5 separate regions of the Mus musculus genome follow, and regions 1, 2, 4 and 5 are each linked to region 3. The links are chromatin contacts, called in public Hi-C, HiChIP or PLAC-seq and promoter capture Hi-C maps. All regions are on one chromosome and are shown on one strand. Each heading gives the region's core, a stretch centred on a gene start, on an enhancer-like site or on the middle of the called end of the contact. The rest is flanking DNA. Distances are from core to core; before and after follow the strand shown. Region 1 has its middle 14 kb from the start of Gm45904. Region 2 has its middle 67 kb from the start of Gm22827. Region 3 holds the start of Cntnap4 (contactin associated protein-like 4). Region 4 has its middle 30 kb from the start of Gm22827. Region 5 has its middle 28 kb from the start of Gm39253.

Evidence for each region. Promoter capture Hi-C pulls out the DNA fragments that hold promoters and counts their contacts. Hi-C and Micro-C count contacts between places; a contact is called where the count stands out from the background. HiChIP or PLAC-seq counts read pairs in DNA pulled down with a chosen protein or histone mark.
Region 1: a contact with region 3 is called in an H3K4me3 HiChIP or PLAC-seq map of embryonic basal ganglia, with 3 times the contacts expected there. The contact joins the enhancer-like site here to the promoter of Cntnap4 in region 3. A contact is called at or near these places in 3 of 39 promoter capture datasets (embryonic stem cells, liver and trophoblast stem cells), 2 of 484 Hi-C or Micro-C datasets (cortical neurons and nephron progenitors), 7 of 115 datasets of contacts at active chromatin or transcription factors (SST interneurons, embryonic basal ganglia, embryonic forebrain and 4 more) and 1 of 9 other capture datasets (adipose tissue).
Region 2: a contact with region 3 is called in a promoter capture Hi-C map of second pharyngeal arch cranial neural crest, with 5 times the contacts expected there. The contact joins the enhancer-like site here to the promoter of Cntnap4 in region 3. A contact is called at or near these places in 7 of 39 promoter capture datasets (embryonic stem cells, hippocampal neurons, liver and 3 more), 3 of 115 datasets of contacts at active chromatin or transcription factors (embryonic basal ganglia, embryonic forebrain and embryonic stem cells) and 1 of 9 other capture datasets (embryonic stem cells).
Region 4: a contact with region 3 is called in an H3K27ac HiChIP or PLAC-seq map of embryonic stem cells, with 5 read pairs. The contact joins the enhancer-like site here to the promoter of Cntnap4 in region 3. A contact is called at or near these places in 1 of 39 promoter capture datasets (embryonic stem cells), 6 of 115 datasets of contacts at active chromatin or transcription factors (embryonic basal ganglia, embryonic forebrain, embryonic limb bud and 3 more) and 1 of 9 other capture datasets (adipose tissue).
Region 5: a contact with region 3 is called in a Hi-C map of cortical neurons, with 2.5 times the contacts expected there. The contact joins the enhancer-like site here to the promoter of Cntnap4 in region 3. A contact is called at or near these places in 2 of 39 promoter capture datasets (hippocampal neurons and trophoblast stem cells), 3 of 484 Hi-C or Micro-C datasets (cerebellar granule neurons and cortical neurons), 5 of 115 datasets of contacts at active chromatin or transcription factors (astrocytes, embryonic basal ganglia, embryonic forebrain and 2 more) and 2 of 9 other capture datasets (adipose tissue and pancreatic islet).

What each region holds. Positions count from the first base shown.
Region 1 is chr8:112,935,100-112,937,799 of GRCm38.p6, reverse strand. No RefSeq gene overlaps it. Among named protein-coding and RNA genes, the nearest start is that of Gm45904, 14 kb to the right of the region's middle. Within about 2 kb of position 1,294, at least 16 of the 459 cell types and tissues checked have an H3K27ac peak or open chromatin away from gene starts, as enhancers often do. A contact at or near this core is called in embryonic basal ganglia, where this site is marked.
Region 2 is chr8:112,127,757-112,130,456 of GRCm38.p6, reverse strand. No RefSeq gene overlaps it. Among named protein-coding and RNA genes, the nearest start is that of Gm22827, 67 kb to the right of the region's middle. Within about 2 kb of position 1,431, at least 44 of the 459 cell types and tissues checked have an H3K27ac peak or open chromatin away from gene starts, as enhancers often do. A contact at or near this core is called in second pharyngeal arch cranial neural crest, where this site is marked.
Region 3 is chr8:112,568,678-112,571,377 of GRCm38.p6, reverse strand. It overlaps Cntnap4 (contactin associated protein-like 4), which reads right to left and starts at 1,335. Exons shown (of 24, transcript NM_130457.2): 1 at 1,153-1,335. The coding sequence starts at 1,243. Gm26994 (predicted gene, 26994) reads left to right here and starts at 1,803. Exons shown (of 6, transcript NR_132433.1): 1 at 1,803-1,915.
Region 4 is chr8:112,091,538-112,094,237 of GRCm38.p6, reverse strand. No RefSeq gene overlaps it. Among named protein-coding and RNA genes, the nearest start is that of Gm22827, 30 kb to the right of the region's middle. Within about 2 kb of position 1,272, at least 5 of the 459 cell types and tissues checked have an H3K27ac peak or open chromatin away from gene starts, as enhancers often do. A contact at or near this core is called in embryonic stem cells, where this site is marked.
Region 5 is chr8:112,268,410-112,271,111 of GRCm38.p6, reverse strand. No RefSeq gene overlaps it. Among named protein-coding and RNA genes, the nearest start is that of Gm39253, 28 kb to the left of the region's middle. Within about 2 kb of position 1,346, at least 33 of the 459 cell types and tissues checked have an H3K27ac peak or open chromatin away from gene starts, as enhancers often do. A contact at or near this core is called in cortical neurons, embryonic basal ganglia and embryonic forebrain, where this site is marked.

The DNA of each region.
Region 1 (2,700 bases), core at 45-2,544, 370 kb before region 3:
ACACCAGTGTGTCCCCAAGGAAATAAAGACCCAAGCCTGGGAAACACTGCTATATATAAATTAGATGAATGAAAAATGAGGTAATTTATATGAACACACACACACACACACACACACACACACACACACACACACATATATAACTGTCATGCTATTGTATGTTTACAGGTACATATACAGTAAGAAAATTATGAGATAAATCGATTTATCAATATTCAATTGTTATGCATTTCTTTTACATGTGATACATATATTCATATAGGATCCCATGTATATTTATTATGTCCATTTAAAGAGGAAGTTGATTGATAGGATGCTGTGTAAAAACAAATTATAATTTGATCCCAAGATCAGCTAGCTAACAGCTGTGTAACTGTGTGACCTTGAACATGTTAGTCAACATTTTGGAGACTGGATACTGGCAGTGGTGGTGGTGGTGGTGGTGGTGGCGGCGGCCCGTGCGCATGCCTGTGTGTGTGTGTGTGTGTGTGTGTGTGTGTGTGTGTGTGTGTGCATATGCATATATGTGTGCCTGAAGTGTGGATTAGATTAACACTTGTTTGTAAATGTTTATCACTGACTATGCCTAATGTAAGGCACTTAAGAATTTTTTCACATTTCAAGGAATCTCCAATGCATGCCTGCAAGCATATTAATATATTCGTATACTACAGGCCAGGAAATGGTCCAACTGCTTCCTGTTCAAAAGCACTCTTACATGTATGTTGGAACTGCTGATGTCTTAGATAAAGACAAGAATGTGATGAGCTGGAGAGATGACACTGCCTGACATCATGACATGAGCTACATAGAGTTCAAGACCAGCCCAAACCCCACATAGCTCAAGACCAGACTTGGCTACACTGCAATACCATTTCCCCCATCCATAAGTTCTAATTTGAAAAGCATGAAAGTGATTTTCTTAATAGCTAATTATCTAAAACCTGATATTCTTACACTGTCGATTTTTCTAAGCATTCAGAGATATTTTTAATAAACCATGAGGATGTCTATACTGATTCTGTTCAACCAAATAACCTAATCACTGAATTACAGAAAAAAAAAAAAACATTACCTTCAAGCATGTTTTTGTCTAAAACAAAGCCTATGGATTTTTAAACAGTGACCTCCACAAGAAGGAAGCTTTTAGACACCTGCTACTGAGACTTTAACTACATGCCCTCTTGTGATCTGATTGCTCAACAACCATTAATAAATTTCTAGGCTAGGACCCAAGATTCTATTTAGTCCTGTAATTTACCAAGCGTCACTTGCATTCAACGTGTAGGCAACAAGCCAAGAAAAGCAACAAACATTTTCCTGATTCACTTGCCAGCTGGCTCTCAGGACAGAATGGCCAACTACCAAGGAATTGCTATTACTCAATCACTCAAGAAAATAAAATTAATTTCTTGCTTAGTGTACATACTTCTTACTGTTGGAAAATTACCCTAAGAAGAATCTAATTGTCACTGGGAAACACTTTTTTCATTGCACCGAGCATCCGTCTGGAAAGTCTGCGATAGAGAAGTGTAGAAGTCTCTGGCAACAGAGACTTAAGACTTAATATAATGATTGGTATGTGGCTGTTAACTTTTTCTCCTTGAAAGTGTTGACGATCATTTTCGTTCTCTGGGTAAATCGTTTGCTTTCATTTACAAGCAGCACTCATTAAACACTGGCATCTCTATAGAGCTCTCTTACATGTATGCATAAGGCATGAAGACATTTGCATACCTACAGAATGTTCTAGGGCTAGAGAGATAGCTCAGTGACTGCTCTTCCAGAGGTCCTGAGTTCAGTTCCCAGCAACCACATGGTGGTTCACAACCATCTGTAATGGAATCCAATGCCCTCGTCTAGTGTGTCTAAAGACAGCTACAATGTACTCTCATATATAAATAAATAAATAAATAGATAAATAGATAAATAAGTAAATAAATAATTCTTTAGAAAGATATGTTGTAAAATTACTTTGAACTCCGCAATTAATCAACCCCTTTATGCAATTACAATGAAAACAAAATCCTGTTCATTTTTATAATTTATTAATGTCATAATATTCTGAAACCCATGACTCATGCTTTTATAAGTGGAACTTGAGATCAGACTGATATGAGAAAACCACTAGTCATAGCTACATGCAAAAAAAAAAATAGCTTAAACTCCTGGGTGATCTTTTCTCCAGCTACCGCTATTTTGGCAGACTTCCACTTTTAGTATTCAATAATAATTTAGCTCCTGGAGATTGCTTACCCCTTCCAACATTCCACATCATTCAACCCGGACTTGGGAAAGGCGGGAGGGGGGGGGGGGAAGGGGGGGCACTGGGGAATGGAACTAGCAAATCTCTCAACAGAAAATACTTTAAGTATCCAAAAATCTCTACTTTTCAAGTGCACTAGAAACCGTGTGTCTTGGTCACGGCTCTATTGCTATGAAGAGACACCACAACCAAGGCACCAAGGCAACTCGTGTAAGTGCGTTTAACTGGGGGCTGGCTTACAGTGCCAGAGGTTCAGTCCACTATCATCAGGACGGGAAGCATGGCAAGCAGGCAGGCTGGTGCTGGGGAGGGAGCTGAGAGTTTTGTATTCTAATCTAAAGGCAGAGAGACGCTGACAGCGGGCTTCTTGGCTTGGCCCTTTAAACTCTCGAAGTCTATACCTAGCAACACACCTCCTCCAACAAGACCATGCC
Region 2 (2,700 bases), core at 182-2,681, 440 kb after region 3:
GCTGTACATCTGTTACATATATGTAGGAGGCCTAGATCCAGCCCATGTACGCTCTTTGGTTAGTGGTTCAGACTCTGAGAGCCCCAAGGGTCCAGATCAGTTGATTCTTTTGGTCTTCCTGTGGAATCCCTATTCCCTTAGGGGCTGCAATTCTTCCTCCTATTCTTCCATAACAGTCCCCAAGCTTGGGGCTGGAGAGATGGCTCAGCAAGTAAGACTGCTCTTCCAAAGGTCCTTAGTTCAAATCCCAGCAACCACATGGTGGCTCACAACCATGCGTAATGAGATCTGCCACCCTCTTCTGGTGTGTCTGAAGACAGCTATAGTGTACTTGTGTATAATAATAAATAAATCTTTGGGCTGGGGCGAGTGGGGATGACTGGAGTGAGCAGAGGTCCTAAATTCAATTCCCAACAACCAGATGAAGGTTCACAACCATCTGTACAGCTACAGTGTGTACTCATATTAAAGAGAGAAAGAAAGAAAGAAAGAAAGAAAGAAAGAAAGAAAGAAAGAAAGAAAGAAAGAAAGAAAGAAAGAAAGAAAGTCCCCAAGCTCCATCCACTGTTTGGCTGTGGGTATCTGCATCTATGTGAGTCCTTTGGTGGGTGGAACCCCTCAGAGGACAGTCACAGTAGACTCCTGCAAGTATACGTGTCTGCAAGCATAATAGAGTATCACTAATAGTGTCAGGGGTTGGTTTTTGTCTATGGGATGAGTCTCAAGTTGGGCCAGATATTGGTCGGCCATTCCCTCAGTCTCTGCTCCATCCCCAATCCCTGCATTTCTTGTAGACAGGATAAGTTTTGGGTTGAAAGTCTTGTTGGTAGGTTGGTGTCCCTACCAATCCACCAGAGTTCCAGCCTGGACACAGAAGACAGCCTCCCCAGGCTCCATGTCCCCAATGCTGTAAGTCACAGTTAAGACACCCCCATTGGTTCTCGGGTGCTTCCCCTATCACAGGTCTCCATCTCTTCCTGGAGACCCTCCCTCCCCCCTCCCCCAGTCTGTTACAGATTTCCATTCATTCTCATGGCCATCCGGCCATCGCCCCTGCCCCTCCCTACACCAAATCCCTAACCCCCTCACTCCTCTCCTGATCCCCTCTCCCACATACTTCTCTCCCTCCATCGGCTTTCCGCAACCATTTCTGGGCCGGATTTTTAATTATGTGTTATACAATGTTTATATACAGCCCGTTCACAGTCTGTATGATATTATCCTCACAAGAATCGGAATGAGAGTAAGTACTTGGATTAGCCCAATTATCAATGAATGGATCTGGGTTGTGATTGGTTAAGAAGCTACACCTTTGGTTGATGTGGATTGCTAAACCCTCTAGGGTTTGCATTGGCAGCCCCGTGTGTCTCTGTCCTTAGTCCTGAGACTCACTAGGAGAAAGCTGTCTTGTCATCTGGAACCATGCCTCCAAGCTTTGCATTGGCAGCCTCGTGTGCCTCTGTCCATGGTCCTGAAAACCACTAGGCAAGAGCTGTCTTATCGTTTCCAGCCTCTGGTCTCCCAATCATGGTCGTGTTCTACTCTTTCTTGCACGAAGGACCAGCATGCTGTTTCTCCCCGGTAGATCTTTGACCCCCAGGAGCTTCTAGGCTGTAGAGCATTTCACCTGCTTCTTAAAATGTCTCGACTTAACTTCCAAATTTCAACCCATATTAAGACCAACACAATATCCCACAGAGGGAGGTAACACTATTTCTGTGGTTGTCCCATCCATGCACAACCAAGAAAGTTTGTTGGTCACTGTTGTCCCCAAGACGTTCTACCTTTGCAGGGTGATAGTCCACTCCCCACACTGTCAGATACCCTCCTTCAAGTGAAGATAATGCTGGATTGCATCCCCAGCCCTTGCTAAGCATCTTTATTTCACAGGGGATGCACTCACTTGCTATGGCTCATTACATCACACATGGAAATAAAGGCCATATTGACTTCCTTTTAGTTCTGTCCAGTTTATTTTATATGTGTCCTTTAAGGCCGTTTTAAAATTAAAACCTGGTCTTATTTAAACTTTGGAGTCCAATCTAATAATAAATGGTATGCTTAACCTTGAATCCTAGTTTATAATGTTTTATATAGTTTTTATTATTATTTCAGAATGTTCTCTAGTACAGAAAATTGATAGCAAGATTAGTTGGCATTGTTCTCATAACACAGAGAAAGGCTACTCCTGGGATCACCTGAAAGTTTCTCTTCAACATTGCCTTAAGCGCGATATTAATCAGAGAAGTACATTAGGATTGTGCTATTGTTTCTATAAAAGTTAAAACAATTTAAACAAATCATTTATGCATCATTAAAAATAAAAAGGCTGGCAAGCTGGCTATTGGGTAAAGATACTGGCCACCAAGCCTGACAACATGAGTTCGATTCCCAGGACCCTCTTGATACCTGCAAGTAGTCAGTCCTCTGCCTTCCACATACCGCCATGACACGCACATGTGCTCGCTCTCTCGCTCGCTCGCGCTCTCTCTCTCTCTCTCATGCACACATACACACACATAAATAGATGTAATTTAAATTTATCAGAGCTTCTTGCCTCTGATAAAGGAATGTCAGAACAGAATGGTAAATTGGCAGAATATAGAATTAAGAAATGGAAAAGACTTTAAAAAAAAGAATTTTTAAAAATCTCAAGGACTGTCCTTTTTGGAGGACTGATTCACACTTCTGCTTGACTCA
Region 3 (2,700 bases), core at 86-2,585:
TGCAGAGTGGCAGGTAAATTCTGACATTAAATGAGCTCCTGAAAAATCATCAGTGGGTGGACACGAGCTCGTGGCAGTGAGTTCCCTGTGCCTTTCCCTCGTGAGGACTCTACAGTTAAGGCAAAAGAGGGTCTATGGCAAAGAGAGTTACCAATGTCTTGTCTCTCAAACCTAAAGCTGTCAGTAAGGCAGGTCCCATCCATTCCTGAGCAGGACTTATAACCCTTTCTTGTAAAGCAGAGAAAGAAATAGAAAGTTGTGTGTTTGCTTGGCTGTTTTTATCATACATAAAAAGAGGAAATTCTTCTATCTAAAGAATCTAAACCAAATATAAACTTTTAAAACTTTTCCTATTTCCAATGGCAAGCTGACGAAAGAGTTGGGCCAGGGTATTTTGGATGATATTTAAATTAAGCAACGAGACCATAACAAATGTTCCTCGAATCAATGAACTCAGCACTAAGACAATCAATCACAAATACATGAAGTTGAAAATTCAACCACTAGAGAACACTACTTAAGCGGGTGGTGGGGGAGGGGGAAGTCACCTGCACATTTCCCTTTAAGGGAGATGTAGGGATGGGTACCCATCCAGGAGTGCTCTTCTGCCTGAGGACACAGCTCTCCAGTGCTGAGCTGTGCCTCCACCAGTTCTGCCTGCCCCTGCCCGCGAAGTCTGCAGTATGTCTCAGCTATTAGCCTGCACCATTTCAGAGATGCAGCCAGCCACTGCTAAATCGCAAACTTCAGAAATCTCAGCTAATGCAGCAGAATATCAAGTCTGCGGGTTGTTTTCCTGGTAGACAAATAATCCCAATGAAATTTAATGACCTCAAGACAGGCGCAATGGAAGACGTTCCCGGGCTGGTCCCCCGATTAAGATGCTAATTTAATGTTTTACTAGAAGTTGAGTCTTCTCAATGAATATTCAAAGAGAGTGAAATTCTGCTAGTAAAAAAAAAAAAATCCAAATAACATATTGCATATTTTGACCAGACCAAGAGGAACCCGATCATATTTGCACAATTTCCCTGTAGTGCTTTTCCTAGCCCCGCAGCGATTCCAGTTGAAAAGATTAATCGTGAAAACAACAGAATCAAAGTTTTGCGCGGAGCCCCCCTGCAAGTTTTAAATCATTTGCTGTGTACTTACATGAATTCCCAGCTTCCACTCTGTTCCAATTTTGAGTAGACAACAGAAGTAACATCTTGAGAACAGCTCCAGCGACAGATCCCATATTCATAATTTTTGAGCTCCCCAAAATATCTCGAGTGGCTCTCAGAGCGCTGGAGACAGGTTCTCCTCAGTCCTTCACCCAGCACTGACTGGGTCTTCAGTATCTCTAGCTCTCTGGATCTCTTTCCTCCCCCTCCCTCCTCTCACGCGCGCGCTCTCTCCTCCTCCTCTCCCTCCTCCCTCCTCCCTTGCTCCTCCTTCCTTCTCTCTCTCCCTCTCCTCTCTCTCTTTCTCTCTCTCTTTCTTCCCCACCCTCCTTCTCCCCTGCCCTCAGTACTGGTTCCTCACAGAAAAGCAACCAGCTTCTGTCCTAACAAGCTTACACACTGCTGCCGAGGCCACGCCCACTCCTCGCACCGGTCTTAGAAATTTGCCCCAGCATCCTTCCTCCTCCAAAAAGCACAGCAGCAGCCAGCAGCTTTCTGAGCTCCGCAGCGGCTGCAGGTGATGGAAGCTGGACCTGGAGGCGCTGCCCGCTGCCCGCTGCTCCTGGCCTCCTCGGGGCTCCCTCCCCTCCCCTCTATTCTCCAATAAGCTTTAACCCATTTTGTGCCCTGCCACCCTTTGGGGTGAGGAAAGCAGCCAGGCAAGGAAGCCTTCTGATTTTCCGCAGGTCTTGTATTTGGCAGTACCAACCAACATAGTGAGCTATTTCCTGATTGCCCGGGAGTGTATCCAGGTAAAACTGCATTATGTTTCAAAACAAAAGCATAAAATAAGACAGAAATAACGAAGCAAGCGTTGGTGAATTGTAGCTAAAACTGTCCTCCGGGAAAACGCGTGCTGTTTTTCTCTGTTTCTATAAAACTATTGCCTTGTGCTCCGGTGCCAGGATTTTATTACGGAAATTCCTCACATGGGAACAGACATTCCTGCTTGGCAGATATTTAAAAATCATCTGATAATAGTCTGCGAGAAATTAACATTTCTTATTTTAGTTGGTGCTTCAGGAATACAAATCCACCCATGAAGAGTTCTCTGAGTAGACTGAGTTTTATGAAAGCATCCTTCTGGAAATAGGCAGCATTCCATAATCATGTTTCTTAATAGTAATTCCCAGAGGGCCCAAAATGGAAAATTATGGAATACTGAAAAAGGGAACCCCCTCCCATATGTGTGTGCGTGCACACACACGTGAGTGCACACACAGGTACACACTCACGCGCACACATTCACACACTGACAGGAATACATACTCACTTATACACACTCACAGGCACACATGCATGCACATATACATGTGCACACACATGCATACACTCACACACATATGCACACACTTATACATACTCACAGACATACAAATGGGTGCAACACACACTCAGAAAATCAACAACTACAGAGAATATTCTTCCAGTGGCCACTCCCTGGGCACTATTGCTTGTGTAGAATATTAAAGCACTCAAATGATAAAGTTAAGACCCCATACAGAGCGGCACATCACATGGTGTCAGAGAGGGTAAA
Region 4 (2,700 bases), core at 23-2,522, 480 kb after region 3:
CTCCTAAATACCAGCATGCCATAATTACTTTGAAATTGAGAGGTTACCCGGTACTTTTCTTTAAATATTATTCTCACCTTCACATTGGTGTCCGGACAGAAATGATTAAAGGAGAGACTGGTGCAATGGACACAGCCACAACCCCAGAATTTAAGAGGATTCAACGTTTAAGTCCAGGCTTTGTGGGACCCCGCCTCAAAAACAAATAAACTGATTAAATAATCCTCAGGGACAAAGTTGAACTGGGAAGGAAGATCAAGTTCAAGGCTGTTGCTTCAATAGGGAAGACAGAGCAATCTTATGTCCAACGAAGCAATGAGTGAACAGAAGAGTTTTTTTAAAAACCTAAGTTGCCAGGGCTGGAGAGATGGAGCCTCAGCCTTTAAGAGCACTCTCTGCTCTTTGGGAGGACCTGAGTTCAGTCTCCAGACATCACCTATTTCTGATGGCACGAAGCCACCTGTATAATTCTCTCTCCAGGGACTCCAGTGCCGCCTTCTGGCCACCTCAGGCACCTTCACTTATGTGCACTTACGTGTCCTACGCCTGTGCACATAGTTCTAAAATAATAAAACTAAATCTTTAAAAGCCTTGAGGTGGGGGAGGGGCTGAAGAGATTACTCGGTGGCTGCAGAGGGCTTGCCACACAAGCATGAGGGGTCCCGAGGTGAATCAATCAGGTTCCATATTAAAGAAAAGGGCAAACACAGCCATACATACCTGTGGTCTCACCACTGAGGGAACAGGCACAGGCGTGGGAAGCCTGTAGTTTAGTGGCCAGCCAGTCTAATGGAACCAGTGAACCCCAGGCTCAGTTTGAGACCTAAAAGACTAAGATAGAGATTATTGAAGAAGGTACTTACTGTTGGCCTCTGACCTTCACATACAAGTGCACCCATGTATGTGCACACACACACACACACACACACACACACACACATGGGTAGGGAATACCATAGTACTTAATAGCTGTACCTTACAGAAAGGGAAATAAATGTTCCCTTATCTTTCTAACAGCAATGGTCTTACAGCTAGGATTAAAATTCTGGATTTAGGCTCCCACCACACAGACTCTGAGAAATAGGGATGCTAGCTCCGTGATTATTAAATTTCAAAGATCCTTAAGAATTACAGTCCTTGGCCCTGGCTGGAGGCAGCCAGAGACTATTTACATCTCAAAGAGGCAGAGAAGGAATTTACAATTACCATTCTTCATGTGCAAATGCTCAAAGAAAAGGGGAGGTCAAGGGCCAGGAATTAGAGAGAAACTGGTACAAAACCTCCCTGGAGCTGCTGGGACCACTAAGGCTGCCTTGGTCAATATCTGTATCATCAGGGCATCCGTATTTCTCTGAAACTTGAAGTCTGCGAAGGCTTTCTCATCTGGCTCCTCATTTTCATCTCCATACACATTAAGATTCATTCTGAAGATGACTTAACCAAGAGTTCAAAAGGTCAGGCCGTTGGCCTTGGGTCTCAAGTTCTCAAAAGCAACAACCCAGAAACACACCCCCCATCTCCCGACCTTTGAGTTCAGTGCATTTAAAACGTCAGTCTATGCTATGGACACCACCCCAACTCTGCAGGGTGGAGGTCACCAGCTGACTAGGGTCCCTCAAACCCCACTCTAGTTATAAAATGAAGCATTGGAGTTTAACAGAGAACTATAAAAAAGACAAGCTGGGTGGGACTGCTGTGGTACCTTTCAAGAAAACAGAAACCAAGGGGCTGAGAAGATGGCTTGCTGCTCTTGCAGAGGACTAGAGTTTAGTTCCCAACATGAGCATCAATGATTTACCATGGGCAACTCCATCTTCAGGGATCCGACACCCTCTTCTGGCCTCCAGAAGCATCCACACCCATGTGCACATGCACATGGAGAAACACACACACACACACAAATAAATATAAAGGAATATTTTTTAAAAAAATAAAATCAAAACCATGAATGGAGATTGCCTGAGTTTATTGCTGTGAAAAGACACCATGACCAAGGCACCTCTTATAAAGGCAAACATTTAACTGGGACTGGCTTACAATGTCATGGGATTAGTCCATTATCATCATGGTGGGAAGCAAGGCAGCATGCAGGCAGGCATGGTGCCGGAGGAGCCAAGAGTTCTACATCTTGATCCCAAGGCAGCCAGGAGAAGACTGTCTTCTGCAAGCAGCCAGGAAAGAACTATGATTCCACACTGAGTGAAGCTTGAGCATAGGAAACTTCAAAACTCACCTCCAATGACACACTTCCTCCAACAGAGCCACACCTAACTCCAACCAGGTCACACCTCCTAATAATGCCACTTTCCTGTGGTCCAAGCATTCAAATATGTGAGTCGTCTATGGGGAGCCGGACCTACTCAAACTACCACAGTGTACACACTGTAACAGCAGCATTTGGAAATCAGACAAAGGAAGATCAGAAGGTAACATTGGCTAGCAAGTTCCAGGCCAACCTGGGCTATGTGAAGGAATAAAAGAAAGAGAGAGAGAGAGAGAGAGAGAGAGAGAGAGAGAGATCCATTGAGACACAGAGAAATCCATTGAGTCAGTAGGTGGCCTTGTAATTACAACAGAAGAAACACTGGCCCCTCAAAAGGCATTCAGGGTTAATGTTACCTTATAAGACAAGAGGCATCTTTCCAGGTATGATCAACTTACAGAAGAGATAATCCTGGATTCTCCAGATGAAGTCAAAAT
Region 5 (2,702 bases), core at 97-2,596, 300 kb after region 3:
GTTCTGATCTAGCGTGCATCCTTCCGTAGCCTTTCTCTCCCCACCCCTTAACAGACTATCCCTAGCATCACCTAGCAGCAAGTAACAGTTTTATCTATTCAGGCATCAAATGTCATATCTGTCTGTTTCACTGTATCAGTCAGCAAAATGCATGTCATTCAAGTAGTCCTAAAATTATTAAGTGCTTAATAAGACCCTATGCAATTCACTTTTCTTTCTTTCTGTTTTTCCTTTTTTTTTTTTTTTTTTTTTTTTAGTTTGTTTGTTTGTTAAGACAGGGTTTCTCTGTGTAGTCCTAGCTGTCCTGGAACTCACTCTGTAGACCAGGCTGGCCTTAAACTCAGAGCTCCACCTGCCTCGGCCTCCTGAGTGCTGGGATTAAAGGCGTGTGCCTCCACTGCATGGCAAAAGATTTGTAATTTGTTTGTTTGTTTGGGGGTGTTGTTTGTTTTGTTGCTTTTGCTTTTGCTATTCCTGCCCCCAGGACAGAGTCTCACTATATGGCTCTGGCTGTCCTGGAACTCATGATGTAGACCAGGCTGGCTTCAAACTCACAGAGCTCCACCTGCCTCTGCCTCCCAAGTGCTGGGATGAAAGGTGGTGTGCCACCATACCCAGCTGCAATTCACTTTTCAAAAGCAAAAACTACAGGGTTAGGAATCTGGTTTCGTAGGTAAAGGGCTTGCTGCACAAACATGAAGTCCTAAGTTCAGATCCCTGGTCAAATAAATAAATAAATAAATAAATAAATAAATAAATAAATGGCATGAGGCATGGTAGCACGTGCCTATAATCACAAGATGACAAGACTCCCTGGCAAGCCAGTCTAGCCAATCAGTTAATGTCTAGGTTCAGCAGCATCAGTTGCTTCCAAAATTAAGGTAAAGAGCAATAGAGGAAGTCACTAGACACAGATCTCTGGCCTGCACATGCGTGTGCATGGGTGTGCATACCTTCATGTGTACACATGTATAAGAGTAAAAACCACTTTTATCATAAGAAAAAAATTCTTTTAACTCTCTCTGAAAGGTCAACTCTTAAAAGACACCTGAGGTGAGGTGAAATTCGAGAAAGTATTAAACAGTTACATAGGGTCTTACCAACTTCTTTTAAAAATCTCATTATGTGCCTGTGAATGGCTGTGTGCACAAGTGTGCAGGTGCCTGTGTGTGCCTGTGAATGGCTGTGTGCACAAGTGTGCAGGTGCCTGTGTGTGCCTGTGAATGGCTGTGTGCACATGTGTGCAGGTGCCTGTGTGTGCCTGTGAATGGCTGTGTGCACAAGTGTACAGGTGCCCCCAGAGGCCAGAAGAGGAAGCCTGATCCCCCGGAGCTGGAGTTGCAGGCAGGGAAGAGCTGTCTGCTGCCTGTGCCCTGAACTGTGTGCCTGCGTGTGCTCAGCATCTCTCCAGCCCTTCACTTTTACTCAATTCAGAATAAGTGGGATTTTGCATATCAGAGGCAGTCGGCGGGACTGTGGGATATGCATGGCATAAGAGAAACGCTGACAATTAATGGAAGGTCAGAGAGTAGTATCCAGGATGAGAATTCAATAAAACTTTCATTCTCGTGGATTTTACTTCAGGAATCTCGTTATTTCCTCCCCCACCCCTCAGTTCAAAACTCTACAGTAGGGAGCTGTGCACAGTCGTAGTGACATCAAATCCAAGCAATATCGAACTGAATTTCAACTGTCCCTTCGAGCAGCTTTAAGCCCCAGAATGCCGGGATAGACAGTATAACCTCCACTCGGAATAACAAACAAATCCCCCCGGCTGTATCCACTTCCACCCTGTGCACTGACTTGAATCCCTGGGAAAAGGGAAGCAGGCTACATGACAATTTCAAAAATAGCCAGAGATTGGAAAATTAATGCATCAAAGAGCATGTTGTTTGGGCCTTTTGTCTAAAGGGCAAGTGCAGATAAATGGGAATTTGAAACTGCCTGTGCCATATATAGGGATTTGTTTCCTGCACAAAACTCCAAAGAAAACAGGGCATTCAGATGGTAATGAAGAGAGGGCCTGGGTGTAGATAATAGTGTGTTAAACTTGGATAGGCTAATTGTGCGTTTTCATGTGAATCAGCCTCCTGCTAAGACTCATTAGGAATGCACATTAAAGATATAGACAAGTGCGCCGCCTTTTAATCAAGTGTCTTATTTCTCACAACTATTAGGATTGTGAGCATTTCTGGCTAAGTGCAATTTTTGGCTGAAAGCTTAATGGTGCAGCCTGGAAATCTGATTCTATTTCAAAGCTGCAGGAATATCACCACACGAGGGTGAATGGGGAGGAAACTGGAGGCTGGGGGGAGTGGGCTAGAATAGGAATTGATCAATTTCTTTCTTTTCTCTTAACTAAATAAGCCGAATTCTCACTTGGAATCCATACAAATCCCTTGGCAGAATATCAGTCTACAGATGGTGCCAGGGAAATGACAGGCAGCGACCACAGCAGCAGTGCTTAGGAGACATGTAAGGGGACGTGATGGCGAGAGAAAGCGTATGGAGCCCAGATCTCCAGCCACTGCCTCAAATAGAGTGAATTCATATACAGGGTGATTGGCATTTAGAACAGCAAAGAAAGACCTATAGGATTTTGATCAAGGATACAACAGGAGAGCCACACATAATTAAGATCATTGAGAAGTTAAAATTGTGCTGGAGAGATGGTCCCGTGGTTAGAGCACTTGCTGCTTTTG